Linked DNA regions of Sus scrofa: region 1 is linked to region 2. Evidence: chromatin contacts called from public HiChIP or PLAC-seq data. All regions are on one chromosome and are shown on one strand. Each heading gives the region's core, a stretch centred on a gene start, on an enhancer-like site or on the middle of the called end of the contact. The rest is flanking DNA. Distances are from core to core; before and after follow the strand shown. Region 1 overlaps PGD (6-phosphogluconate dehydrogenase, decarboxylating). Region 2 overlaps KIF1B (kinesin-like protein KIF1B).

Region 1 (6,428 bases), core at 3,128-5,627, 140 kb before region 2:
AGCCACTAGCCTACACCTACACCAGATCTGAGCCTCGTCTGTGACCTACACCATAGCTCACAGCATTGCTGGATCCTTAACCCACTGAGTGAGGCCAGGGATCAAACCTGCAACCTCATGGATGCCAGTCAGATTCGTCTCCACTGAGCCACAATGGGAACTCCTGTTCTTTTAACAATAAAAGTAGCATCTGTTTATTTTGCCCTTTCTGTGCCAGAATGGCCACGCCTGGGAGCTTGCTAGAGACGCAGAGTGTGCCCCACCCCAGACCTGCCGAATCAGAATCTACCTCCCCACCAGGCAGATGAGGGAGGGGTTATGGCAGTGGTGTGTCCTCTGAAGATGTTTGTCTTAACTGCATAAACTTGAGCAACAGAGGCGCCCCACTAGGAACTTTCTGAGGGCTGCCTTGCGAAGTGCATTCCCTGGGGAGTGCCGAGGGGCGACATCTGGTTTCCAACCCTCAGAAATACCGCTGCTTCAGGCACAGGCATTCCCTGAAGTGGTGATGATAATAATTACCATTTATACAGGCGCTTGTCACGTGGCATGTTGGCCTGTTTTCACTAGATCATTCCTCACAACAGCCTGAAGGAGGCAGGCGAGATTATTACCCCCACTTTACACACGAGAAAACTGAGGCCACGGATACTAAATAATTTGCCCAAAGTCATACAGCTGTTAAGTCATAAGCCAATCCCCTCACGTGTGACCATCTCATCCTTCCCGCCCGAGTTTATTACCCAGCTTCCGCGTTTCCGGTGTCATGGTTGGGGTCTTTCTTTTTTTTTAAAGAAAACAAAGAGGGAAATATTTAACAAGGCCAGAAGGAAATAAACTCATTCAAATATAACGAAACTGGCTCCACATCTTTCTGCCAGTGAGGCCATGGTTGGTGTGGGTGAGGTGAGAATAGCTAAGAATCTGGAAAAAAGCATTTTCAATATGATTTTCCTTTTTTTTTTTTTTTACTTTTATTAAGTAAAGGGAAAGGGAATTCAGCTGCATGATACAAAGGTTCCAGTTTGATCAAATTCCATAAAAACCTTTCCTACCCATGTGGTGAGAGCCGCTGCCTCTGTCAGGGCAGACTCCCCCTGCCTCCCTAATCCCCCGGGGACGCGGGGACGCTGCCTTCCGGAGCTGGCGAGAACTGTCCCACACACACTGGGATCCTGCTCGGCCCGCAGAGGCGTGCTGGTTCTCCTGGAACTGCTTTGCAAGTAAACTTGGGTTGATGTTGCAGAGGAGTCTCTTCTGACACTGTTTTAAAAGATGTGCGCAGAAGGCAGGGCAGGGGCCGTGTGGACAGTGCGGTGAAGATGGAATGTCCTGGGCTGTGGCGGGGCGGGGGCGATGGACTCCGGTTAGGCGTTGTACGAAGAGGAGGACACGCTGCCACCGTGGCCTGTCCAGTTAGTGTGGACGAAGTGTCCAGGCTTGGCCAAGAGTTCATAGGTGTGAGCCCCGAAGTAATCCCGCTGCGCCTAGAAAACCCACGAGGTAGGTTAGGGGACATGCGGCCCCGAGCCTGGGCCACCCCTGTTCATGGTCACCACCCGCAGCCAGAGCTCACCTGGATCAGGTTGGCCGGCAGCATCTCGTGTCTGTACCCGTCGTAGAAGGAGAGGGCAGTGGTGAAGCAGGGCATGGGGATGCCTGTCTGGACGCCGGTGCTGACTGCCCGCCGCCAGGAGTCCTGAGCAAGGGAGGCAAAGCCGCAGGCTAGTGCTTAGCACTCGGGAAAGGGGACAGGTTTTCACACGTAAGTGAAAAAGCAGGTGCCCCCACGGCAAAGGCCAGCGAGCGCGCAGCACGCACCTGGCAGTCCTCCACTGCCGACTTAAAGAAGTCATCCAGGAGCAGGTTCTGCAGCCCGGGGTTGCGGTCAAACGCGTCTTTTATCTTGCCCAGGAACACACTGAAAGAATCGAGAGGGAGGAAATCAATCCTCACTGGCCTCACGCCTGGCGGGAAGCAGGGGGGCGAGCTGGAGGCCGGCAGCTACCCTGGCGCCGTCCGAAGTCCCCATCCCACCCCCGAAGCTCACTGCACGTGCCACACACACACGCAAGCCATGGTCCCCAGGGGTGAGGGCAGCGCCTGACAGTGCTCACAGCTACTTTAAAAGGGGTGGTGTGCACACACGGGTTAGAATAGCTGCCGTCCAGGAAGAAAGGGAAACAGCAGCCTGGTCACCAGGGAGCCCGCGAGAGGACGCCCTGTGCCAGGTCCAGGGAAACCGCTCCCGAGGACCCCCTCACCTCCTGATGATGCAGCCCCCCGCCACATCAGGGCGATGCCTCCGTAGTTGAGGCTCCAGCCAAATTCCGCGGCTGCCTGTCTCAGCAGCATGAAGCCCTGAGTGTAGGAGATGATCTTGGAGGCGTAGAGGGCCTGGGGAGGACACACAGGCTGCAGCGCGCGCGGTAACCCCTGCAGTGCGCATCCAGGACCACACCGCAGAAGAGGCCGCACGCTGGATGCAAGGCCGAGGCCAGACCACCGCCCCCTCCAGCCCCAGGCCGCTCCCCACAGCAGCCCCAGCCCCACTGCCACTGCGGGACTGAGCCCACCTTTCGAATGTCCTCCAGGAAGGATTTCTTGTCTCCTGAAAACTGGATCTTTTGAGGCCCTTTGAGCTTTTTGCTCGCTTGAACCCTCTCGTCCTTCAGGGATGATAAGCATCGAGCAAAGACTGCTTCTCCTGTGGGGGGAGATGTGTCACCAAAGTCCACGGGACCCGAGGGGCAGCACACACGAGCCAGGGCACGAGGGAAAACAGGAACAGAGCAAGATTCCCAGTTTACAAAGAGCCCACGTCTCAACCTTAGGCCACAGAAGTTAACCTGGATCAGAAAGAGCTTTTATAAAAAGCTCCAAACAGTTAATTTGAAAACTGAAACTCAAGTCAGTCTTCCAATGTGAACACAGGTTTTTTTTTTTTTGTCTTTTTGCCATTTCTTGGGCTGCTCCTGCAGCACATGGAGGCTCCCAGGCTAGGGGTCGAATCGGAGCTGTAGCCGCCGGCCTGCGCCAGAGCCACAGCAACGCGGGATCCGAGCCGCATCTGCAACCTACACCACAGCTCACGGCAACACTGATTGTTAACCCACTGAGCAAGGGCAGGGACCGAACCCGCAACCTCATGGTTCCTAGTGGATTCGTTAACCAACTGCACCACGACAGGAACTCCAAGAACACAGGTATTTAATCACCAAGATCACCATGAAATTCAGAGGACAGTTTTAAGGGGAAAAAAGGAAATGGGAAAACCACTGTTATTTAGAATTACTTGGAGTCCCCATCGTGGCTCAGCAGTGAACGACCCCAACTAGGATCCGTGAAGATGCAGGTCAGAGCCCTGCTTGGTTAAGGATCCAGCATTGCTGTGAGCTGTGGTGTAGGTCACAGACGAGGTTTGGATCCTGTGTGGCTATGGTGTAAGGTGGCAGCTATAGCTCTGATTCAACTCCTAGCCTGGGAACCTCCATATGCCTCGGGTGTGGCCCTAAAAAAGCCATAAAAAATTTTTTTAAATTATATATAGTATTAGTGTTGGTCTACCAGTAAAAAATTCAACTGGGAAGACTTAAAATTTTAGATGCTCACCAAACACTATTTTCTTTTGACACACGAACAGCCATCACTTTGAAACAACTAGTACACGGACAAGTAACACAGACGTCACCCTTCAAAGAACCCCACTTTCTAATTATTACCGTTTACAGCTTCGGTGTGTCCATGATGACCACTACAGTTCCAGTTTTACTTCATTTGAACAGAAAACATTTCAACACAGTATTTTACTATTAAGAAATTTAGAATCTTAAAAGTGATCACTTCTAAGAACTTGCCTAATTGACAACTTATATAATTAGAATAACCACTTTTCCCCCCAATGAGGTGAGATCTCTGGGACGTAATGGAGGCCTTTATTTTGAGGAACGGATTCTGGCCTCGGCTTGCAAAGGGGCATCCTGCTGTCCTCGTCCCGCGCTCTGGGGCTCCTGTGCTGCACACACACGATGACTTGGCACTCTTGGGCGGAAGCTCACCAGGACAAAAGGCACAGGAGGCAAGGGTGGCGAAACCTCAGTGTTACCTAAGATTAGCTGGAGACTTACTTCCCCATCAGCTTGGCAAACAGGAAGGCGCCCGGCCAGGGAGGCAGCCGCCTGCCATCAGCTGGGAGGGAGGGTACAAAGTCTCTAAATCAAGAGAGCAGGAATCTTTTTGAGGGTGTGATGCTCTTACGTTTGAGTCAGTCATGAATAAGCTGCTCGAGTTACTGTCCCCTCCACCCAAGGCAGTACTTGGAGCAGCTAAAAAGCACCAACTTCCTTCTCGGCAGAGCTGGACGAAGCAACTACTTCCCTCCTCGCTGTGCCCTCAGCCCTGCAGCTCGCTGCAGACAGTGAGGCTTCATCAGTGCAGAAACCCAAGGAAGGAGCCCGCTAGGGAGGGACAGGGAGCAGCAGGAGAGCTTGTCATGAGACTGCGGGGGGACACTTCCGCCGGGACCAAGATGAGCCTGCCTTCTTTTTCAATCTTGCCAGAATTGAAGGGTTCTGGTTTTGCGTTTTGGCTATGCCCACAGCATATGGAAGTTCCCAGGCCAAGGACCATACCCACACCACAGCAGTGACCCGTCACTGCAGTCACAACGCCAGATCCTTAACCCACAAGGGAACTCCTCTATTTTTTCTTTTTTCTTTTTTTGGGCCACACATGCAGCATATGGAGGTTCCCAGGCTAGGGGTTGAATCAGAGCTGTAGCTAATGGCCTGCACCACAGCAATGCCAGATCTGAGCCACGTCTGCAACCTACACCACAACTCATGGCAACACTGGATCCTTGACTCACTGAGCAAGGCCAGGGATCGAACCCACGTCCTCATGGATACTAGTCAGGTTCTTAACCCTCTGAGATACAATAGGAACTTCTGTTTTATTCTTGAAGAACCAATGTGTAGTTTTGTTAATGCCTTTATGGCCTTTGTTTATTTCAGCTTTGTATTATTTCCTTATCTCTACATTTCTTTGAGTTTGGTGCTTAGCTCATTAAGACAGGATGAAAAACATGGATGGAAAGATATACAGCAACTTCAGGGTACTTTTCTTCTAAAGAAGGGGAAGGAGCTTAGGAAGAGAATATTAAAGGACTTGCAATGCACAGGTAATATTTTACTTCCCAAATACCTGAGAAAAAATACTGCAAAATAAATGTTGAGTACCAAAGCTTTAAAAATTCTGTGAACTTTCATATGAAAAAGCCCATTACAGTTACCTTCCCTATTAAATTCTATTTTACGTCACTGACTTAATTAAATCACTAATGTTAAAACTATCCCACACATGGAGTTCCTGTCGTGGTTCAGCAGAAATGAATCTGACTAGCATCCATGAGGATGCAGGTTCCATCCCTGGCCTTGATCAGTGGGTTAAGGATCTGGTGTTGCCTTGAGCTGTGGTGTAGGTTGCAGATTGTGCTCGGATCTGGCATTGCTGTGGCTGTGGTGGAGGCCAGTTGGCTACAGCTCCAATTCGACCCCTAGCCTGGGAACCTCCATATGCCACAGGTGCGGCCATAAAAAGACAAGAAACAAAAACCTATCCCACAGAGTTCCCCTGTGGCAATGGGTTAAGGACTGGCATTGTTATTGCAGCAGCTCTAGTCACTGCTGTGGTGCGGGTTCAACCCATGGCCTGTGAACTTCCATGTACCGTGGGCGTGGCTTCCCCCCCAAAAAACCCTATCCAAAAGTCAAACTGGTTAAGACAGTAACTTTTGGATTTATCTCAGAGCTCATACGACAGGAGGACTTCCAAGAAGGGCTTCAAAAGCAGCTTCAGCCTCTCACGCTAGTTCATTCAGCTGCAAGAGCAGAAGGGGCTCAGAAAGCCGACTAGGGCTGAACAGATTCTCTGGACAACCGTGACTTGGCTGCCAGTCTACGGCGATATTCCAGAAGGACGTCAGGGTCAAAACAGGGAGACGAAAGGGTTCAGAGTGAAGCAGCGTGTTACCAATGAGGGTGACGGGGACGCCGTACTCCAGGGCCGAGATGGCCGTCCACTTCCCGGTGCCCTTCTGTCCCGCGCTGTCCCTGATCTTGGGCAGCAGGTGCTTGCCGTCGGCATCCTGGAACTTGAGGATGTTGGCCGTGATCTCAATCAGGAAGGAGTCCAGCTCGGTCTTGTTCCACTCCTCAAAGGCCTGTGTGCAGGACGGGGGCCAAACAGCATGAGAGGTGAGGCTCTGCCGAGGCCTCCGTGGCCGATGCCTCCCTCCTGTGGGAATGAGGACCCGGGCTCACAGCGGGCTGACACGCATCTCCCCAGCGCGAACACTCTCCCCTCAGCAGTGTCTGCTTTCAGCCCATTCATGCTGATTTTCTGATGAGCAGCCCTGGGCTGTCTCAGAG
Region 2 (6,644 bases), core at 835-3,334:
TTTCACCTTGAGCAGAAGTCCTCCTTAACTATTATCACATATCTTTTCATTGAAGTTACAGATCAGAAGTTAGCACAACTTTTTGGTGAAAGGTTTTGTGGGTCATGTGGTCCCTGCTATAACTTCTTAACTCTATCACTATAGCATGAACATGGCCACAGACAATGCACAAACAGAGGCAGCTGTGTCCCAGTAAGTTGTATTTACAAAAATGGGCAGTGGATCGGATTTGGCCAATAGGCCATAGTCTGCTGACCTGTGTTATAGAACATTTACTGACTAGGCTATTTATTTGGTAAAATAAATACCTTTAATCGAGTCCCTTTGGCGCCAGTTGAATCAGCCCGTTCACTTCCAGCAAGATCCACCAAGCTGATTTTACTGACCTGGTAAAGAGCAGTAACATTGGGGAAATTAACAAATAAGCAAGGTAAAAGTAGAAAATACTTAGAGGCAAGAAATTCAAAGATTAAGGCATTGAGAACACTAAAAATATTAATTAAGCCCCTTGTATGTGGCTTAAGAAGACAGACTGTAGTCAATTTAAAGAGCAAGCAAAAAAAGTTTACAGCAATTATCTTGCTTTAAAAGAAGTTATTTTAGGAATTCCTGTCATGGCTCAGTGGTTAGTGAATCCGACTAAGAACCATGAGGTTGAGGGTTCTATCCCTGACCTTGCTCAGTGGGTTAAAGATCCAACGATGCCATGAGCTGTGGTATAGGTTGTAGATGGGGCTCGGATCTGGCGTTGTTACGGCTCTGGCGTAGGCCAGCAGCTACAGCTGCTATTAGACTCTCTGACTGGGAACCTCCATATGCCTCGGGAGCGGCCCTAAAAAAGGCAAAAAAAACAAAAAAACAAAACCAAAAACAAAAAACCAAGTTATTTTAGGAGCTCCCTTGTGGTATAGTGGGTTAAGGATCTAGGATTGTCACTGCAGCAGCCTGGGTTGCTGCTTTGGCACAGGTCTGACCCCTGGCCTGAGAACTTGCACATGCCACAAGTGTGGCAAAAAAAATAAATATAATTAATAAAATAGATAATTAATTTAAAGATAAACATATTTTAAAATGTCATAAAAAGACATAAAACTCATTAACCTATTAAATGACATGTTAAAAATGAAGCTTCTAGTTCTTTTGTGGCTCAGTGGTTTAAGAACTCAACTAGTATCCATGAGGATGTAGGTTTGATCCCTGGCCTCACTTAGTGGGTTAAGGATCAGGTGTCACAGTGAGCTGTGGTATAGTTCACAGACAGCTTGGATCCCCACTGCTATGACTGTGGTGCAGGCCAGCAGCTACAGATCTGATTTGACCCCTAGTGTAGGAACTTCCATGTGCCACAGATGTGGCCTTATAAAGAAAGAAAAAAAATGAAGCTTCTAGCAACTAGAACTCTCATACACTACTAATCCTTAAGAAGCTAAACCTACACCTACTTTAAGACTAAACCATCCTACTCCTAGGTATTTACCAGCAAAACCAAACACAAGTATCCACACAAAGACCTGTACACAAATGTTCATGGCATCTTCATTTGTGACGATCAGAAACTGGGAACAATTTAAATGCGTATCAACAGATGAATTAATGTGTGAACTGTGACATATCTACACAATGAATACTAATCAGCAATAAAAATGAATGAACTAATGATACACACAACATAGATGAATCTCAAAATCATTATGCTAAGTGAAAGAAGCCAGGCAGAAAATAGTATACACTACACGATTCTATTTAAACAAAATCCTGGAAAGTCTAAACTGATCTATAGTGACAGAAAGCAAACCGGGGACTGCCTGAGGGTACAGGAGAGTACAAAAGGGCATAAAGCAACTTTGGGAGTAATGGAAATTCACATTATCCGAATCGTGGTATTGGTTTTACAAGTACACAGCAGTCCTCCCTTAGCCACAGTTTCACTTTCCACAGCTTCTGCTACCTACGGTCAACCACAGTCAGAAAACAATAGAGAGAAAATTCAAGAAATAATTCGTAAGTTTAAAGTGCGTCATTCTAGTAGCATGATGAAATCTCACCCCGCCCGGTCCCGTCATGCCCAGAACGTGATCATCCCTGTGTCCAGCCTATCCCATGCATTAGTCACTTGGTAGCCATCTCAGTTACCAGGTAAACTGCTGTGGTATCACATTATTTTACTTAATAATGGCCCCAAAGTACTAGAACAGTAATGCTGGTAATTCAGATATGCCAGAGACACCTTAGATAAATTATTTCCTTTAAGTGAAAAGATGAAAGCTTTTGACTTAAGGGAAGAAAAAAAATCGTATTCTAAGGTTGCTAATGTCTACGGTAACAACGAATTTTCTACTCATGAAATTGTGAAGGGAGAAGAAATACATGCTAGTTTTTCTCTTGCACTTCAGGTGGCAAAAATTATGGTCACCATGCGTGATAACTGCTTATTTTTAGTTAAGATGGAAAAGGCGGGAGTTCCCTTCATAGCTCAGTGGTTAATGAACCTGACTAGGATCCATGAGGATGCAGGTTTGATCCCTGGCCTCGCTCAGTGAGTTAAGGATCTGACGTTGCCGTGAGCTATGGGGTAGGATGCAGATGCAGCTCAGATCCTGTGTTGCTGTGGCTGTGGCGTAGGCCAGGGGCTACAGCTCCAATTTGACACCTAGCCTGGGAACATCCAGACACCATGAGTGCAGCCCTAAAGATCTTTGTAATAGCCAACACAATAAATCTAACTTCAGATTTAGAAATCTAGCTGCTGCTACTCAGGAATACAGACAGAATAGAAATCAATATAAACTTATTATTAATAGTAGTAACATAAATTTATTCTATGTCAGGCACTAATATATCTACTTAACTTATATTAATACTTGTTCCTCTTTACCAGTTATATGAGGTTAGAGAAACTGAGGCACACAAGTTTAAGTAACTTGCCCAATATTAGTTGAAAAATGGCAGAGCCAAGATCTAAGGCAAGCGGTTCAATTTCAAAGTCTACTACACACACACACACACACTTTTTTTTTTTTTTTTTGGTTTTTAGGACTGCACTCAAGGCATATGGAGGTTCCCAGGCTAGGGATCTAATTGGAGCTACAGCTGTTGGCCTATGCCACAGCCACAGCAACACAGGATCTGAGCCTCGTCTGTGACCTATACCACAGCTCATGGCAACGCCGGATCCTCAACCCACTGAGCGAGGCCAGGGACTGAACCCTCAACCTCATGATTCCTAGTTGGATTCGTTCCCACTGCACCACAAGGGGAACTCCAAAGTCTAATATATTTAGCCAACCACTGTAGAAAAGGAAAAATTAACAAACCCAGGTATTTGAAGAACATCAGAAATGCTGTGCAGTTTTTTTCCCCCAAGAATAAAACATCTTGTCCACTTGCTTGCTCAGTTTAATTCCACATTAACATTATCAGAGCTCAAAAAAGTAAAACATACATAGCAGAGAAGTTAATGAAATAATTAAGAGGTTCCAGTCAAGAAGAAAAGGATTTTCTCTGTGCTTAACTCTCTTGCACAGAGTATTTGAGACTCAAAAAAGTCTTGTATTGCTTTTTCTTAACCCTACTTTCTTTTCTTCTTTTTAGGTTCGCCCATGGCATGTGGAACTTTTGGGGCCAGGGATGGAACTCATGCTATAGCTAGAACCAGAGCCACAGCAATGACAACAATGGATCCTTTACTCACTAGCTACCAGGGAACTCCTTAACCCTATTTTCTGTCTTGCAATTTCACTTAAGAACCCAGATTCAAAACTGGTTTAGAGTGGAATAAAAACAAGCAGAGGAGTTCCCATCATGGCACAGCAGAGACAACCCGACTAGGAACCATGAAGTTGTGGGTTCGATCCCTGGCCTTGCTCAGTGGGTTAAGGATCAGGCGTTGCAGTGAGCTGTGGTATAGGTCGCAGGTGCAGCACGGATCTGGTGTGGCTGTGGCTGTGGCTGTGGTGTAGGCCGGCAGCTGCAGTTCCAATTAGACCCCTATCCTGGGAGCCTCCATATGCCTCAGGTTCGGCCCTAAAAAGCAAAAACAAACAAACAAAAAAACCCAAAAAACAACAAGCAGAAAGTATAAAATACTTTCCATAAAGTAAAAGGGCAACATTCTTCCCTTCCACAAAATGCAAAAGGTAGCAAAAGAGACTTTTGAAGATCCTCGTTCCACACAACTCCAGCCCAGACACTGAAATTTTCCTACCTTCTCAGTGGAAAGGTTGGTCTCATTATCAAGTTTCTTCTGGGTAAAAACAATGGTAAACACAGCATGGGAACGGCTGCTTGTTTCATTCATGTTGGTGGCTGCCACTGTCCTAAAAAAAACAAAGGTGACCATGTGACAATGGAGTTCTTAGATGAACATTAAAAGGACAGTAGCCTCCAAATCATAAGCATAACAATCATAAGCGACAGCTTTAAACTTATTCAGATGAAAAGATTGTCACTTTCACAAAAATGCTCTCAATATACCTTATTTGTTTTACCCTCCAACTCCAAAGGCACCCCATCAGAATCATTTTTCCTACTCCAGCTATACCTTTAGTAATCACTGAGGCATTTAATTTTTATTTTTCATTAGGTGTTCATTTATTCCAGAATCAGTTACTACCACAGGCATGGGATAACCAACATTTCAGCACAACTTGATCAAAACCTAGTAGTAAAACTTAACCAAACTTCTAAAATGTTTCAGCAATTCAATGTTTGGATGAGAAGAATACCAAATATGCTAAAGCCCCTGCTTCTCCAGCATAGCCAAAGGGTCAGGACTCCACAGTTAACTTTCATAGCTATAAATGTGGTCTCAAATCCTTAAGCAGGAGCAAAGGGCCTCAAAATGTACCAAAGATTTCAGCCATTCCTCTGTTTCCCACCATACCTGGCTTTGTTCCCAGCATCCATGAGGTCAGCAATGTCTGTGTAGGAAGTGACTGCCAACTTTGACAGATCCTCCACATATGGGCCAAGAAGTGGATGTTCACGCACACGCAAGTTGCCCTTGTTTTTGGGATTTAGCAAGTCTCGTACTCTTTCACAGTAAATTTCCATGTAGCTCACCTAGGAACATATTTTTAAAGTAATTTAGGACTTAGAAAAAGAAATCTTAAACATTAAAAAGATTTTGAAATCTTTTCATCTTTTAATTTTTTTTATTAAAAGCTCTACAATTAGGAGTTCTTGTTGTGGTTCAGCAGGTTAAGAATCCGAAATAGTGTCTGTGAGGATGCAGGATTGATCCCTGGCCTTGCTTGGTGGGTTAAGGATCCAGTGTTGCCACCAGCTCCAGCCTGGTTTGCAGATGCGGCTCGAATCTGGTGTTAACTGTGGCTGTGGTACAGACCCGCAGCTACAGCTCCAATTTGACGACTGGCCTGCGAAATTCCATAGGCCATAGGTGCAGCCTTAAAAAGAAAAAAAAAAAGGCAAGTAGAGATCAGCAACCTTTACAAGGTGAAAGGCGGTAGTTTCAGACCCTTCCATTCTATTACCAGTAGCACAGATACCCTGGGTAGGTCAGAACCAGCCTTCTGACTTTCTCAAGAAGGACAAGGGGACAAACAGGCTCTCTCAGCATACCATAGTTGCTACTTAGGCAGAAAGATATTTTTAGTAGCCACTTATCGGTTATTAGTTGTTTGTTTTGTTTTGTTTTTTTTTAATGAATGCTGTTGTCCATAATTAGGGATTGCAAGTAAGATTACTCCAAAAGGGAGTTCCCGTCGTGGCGCAGTGGTTAAAGAATCTGACTAGGAACCATGAGGTTGCAGGTTCGGTCCCTGCCCTTGCTCGGTGGGTTAACGATCTGGCGTTGCCGTGAGCTGTGGTGTAGGCTGCAGACATGGCTCAGATCTCGCGTTGCTGTGGCTCTGGCGTAGGCTGGTGGCTACGGCTCCGATTGGACCCCTAGCCTGGGAACCTCCATATGCCGCGGGAGTGGCCCAGAAAATAGCAAAAAAAAAAAAAGATTACTCCAAAAGCTTGGAAACAAGATTTCTATTAGCTGGCGTTGCCGTTGTGGCTCAGCAGTTAGCGAACCCGATAAGCATCCACAAGGACTCGGGTTTGATCCCTGGCCTCACTCAGTAGGTTAAGGATCTGGTGTTGCCGTGAGCTGTGGTGTAGATCATAGACGTGGCTCAGATCCAGCGTTGCCATGGCTCTGGCATAGGCCAGCAGCTACAGCTCTGATTGGATCCCTAGCCTGTGAACCTCCATTGGCTGTGGGTGTGGACCAAAAAAGACAAAAAAAAAAACCCAAAAAACCCAAAGATTTCTATTAGTGTTAAAAGCAAGCAACAGCATCAATATTCCAAAGCAGGAAAGACAAGAGACCAGCAACTCTCACACTTTGGCCCTGCTGAGACCAAAAATATATCTATCAGGAGGGGAAGGGTTGGGCTGCATGGGAGCTGACTTGGTGGCAGGACCTATCCAAGTCTCATGGGGAAAGGGGAAACCTCAGGCACTTGTCCCATCAGCAGGACCATTCCTATCATGGACATGGAGGTGTTAGGTTGTAATTTCTCCTTCTGAAGCAAATGAACATTTGTCTAATCAACTCCTTTCCAATCCCATGCTCACCAAAAAACCAAAAGGGTTCCAAGAGAGGTCTGCCCACAGGAAGGCCATACCCCAGTCTT

Evidence for each region. HiChIP or PLAC-seq counts read pairs in DNA pulled down with a chosen protein or histone mark.
Region 1: an H3K27ac HiChIP or PLAC-seq map of alveolar macrophages shows a contact between it and region 2. The contact joins two enhancer-like sites. A contact is called at or near these places in 1 of 47 Hi-C or Micro-C datasets (fibroblasts) and 1 of 2 datasets of contacts at active chromatin or transcription factors (alveolar macrophages).

What each region holds. Positions count from the first base shown.
Region 1 is chr6:70,687,225-70,693,652 of Sscrofa11.1, reverse strand. It overlaps PGD (6-phosphogluconate dehydrogenase, decarboxylating), which reads right to left. Exons shown (of 14, transcript XM_003127557.4): 8 at 6,031-6,220; 9 at 2,577-2,707; 10 at 2,289-2,397; 11 at 2,265-2,286; 12 at 1,822-1,921; 13 at 1,577-1,699; 14 at 956-1,487. The coding sequence ends at 1,368. Among named protein-coding and RNA genes, the nearest start is that of APITD1, 11 kb to the left of the region's middle. Within about 2 kb of position 4,377, at least 9 of the 83 cell types and tissues checked have an H3K27ac peak or open chromatin away from gene starts, as enhancers often do. A contact at or near this core is called in alveolar macrophages, where this site is marked.
Region 2 is chr6:70,543,986-70,550,629 of Sscrofa11.1, reverse strand. It overlaps KIF1B (kinesin-like protein KIF1B), which reads right to left. Exons shown (of 46, transcript XM_021095324.1): 6 at 4,883-5,061; 7 at 4,205-4,316; 8 at 309-386. Among named protein-coding and RNA genes, the nearest start is that of KIF1B, 52 kb to the right of the region's middle. Within about 2 kb of position 2,084, at least 4 of the 83 cell types and tissues checked have an H3K27ac peak or open chromatin away from gene starts, as enhancers often do. A contact at or near this core is called in alveolar macrophages, where this site is marked.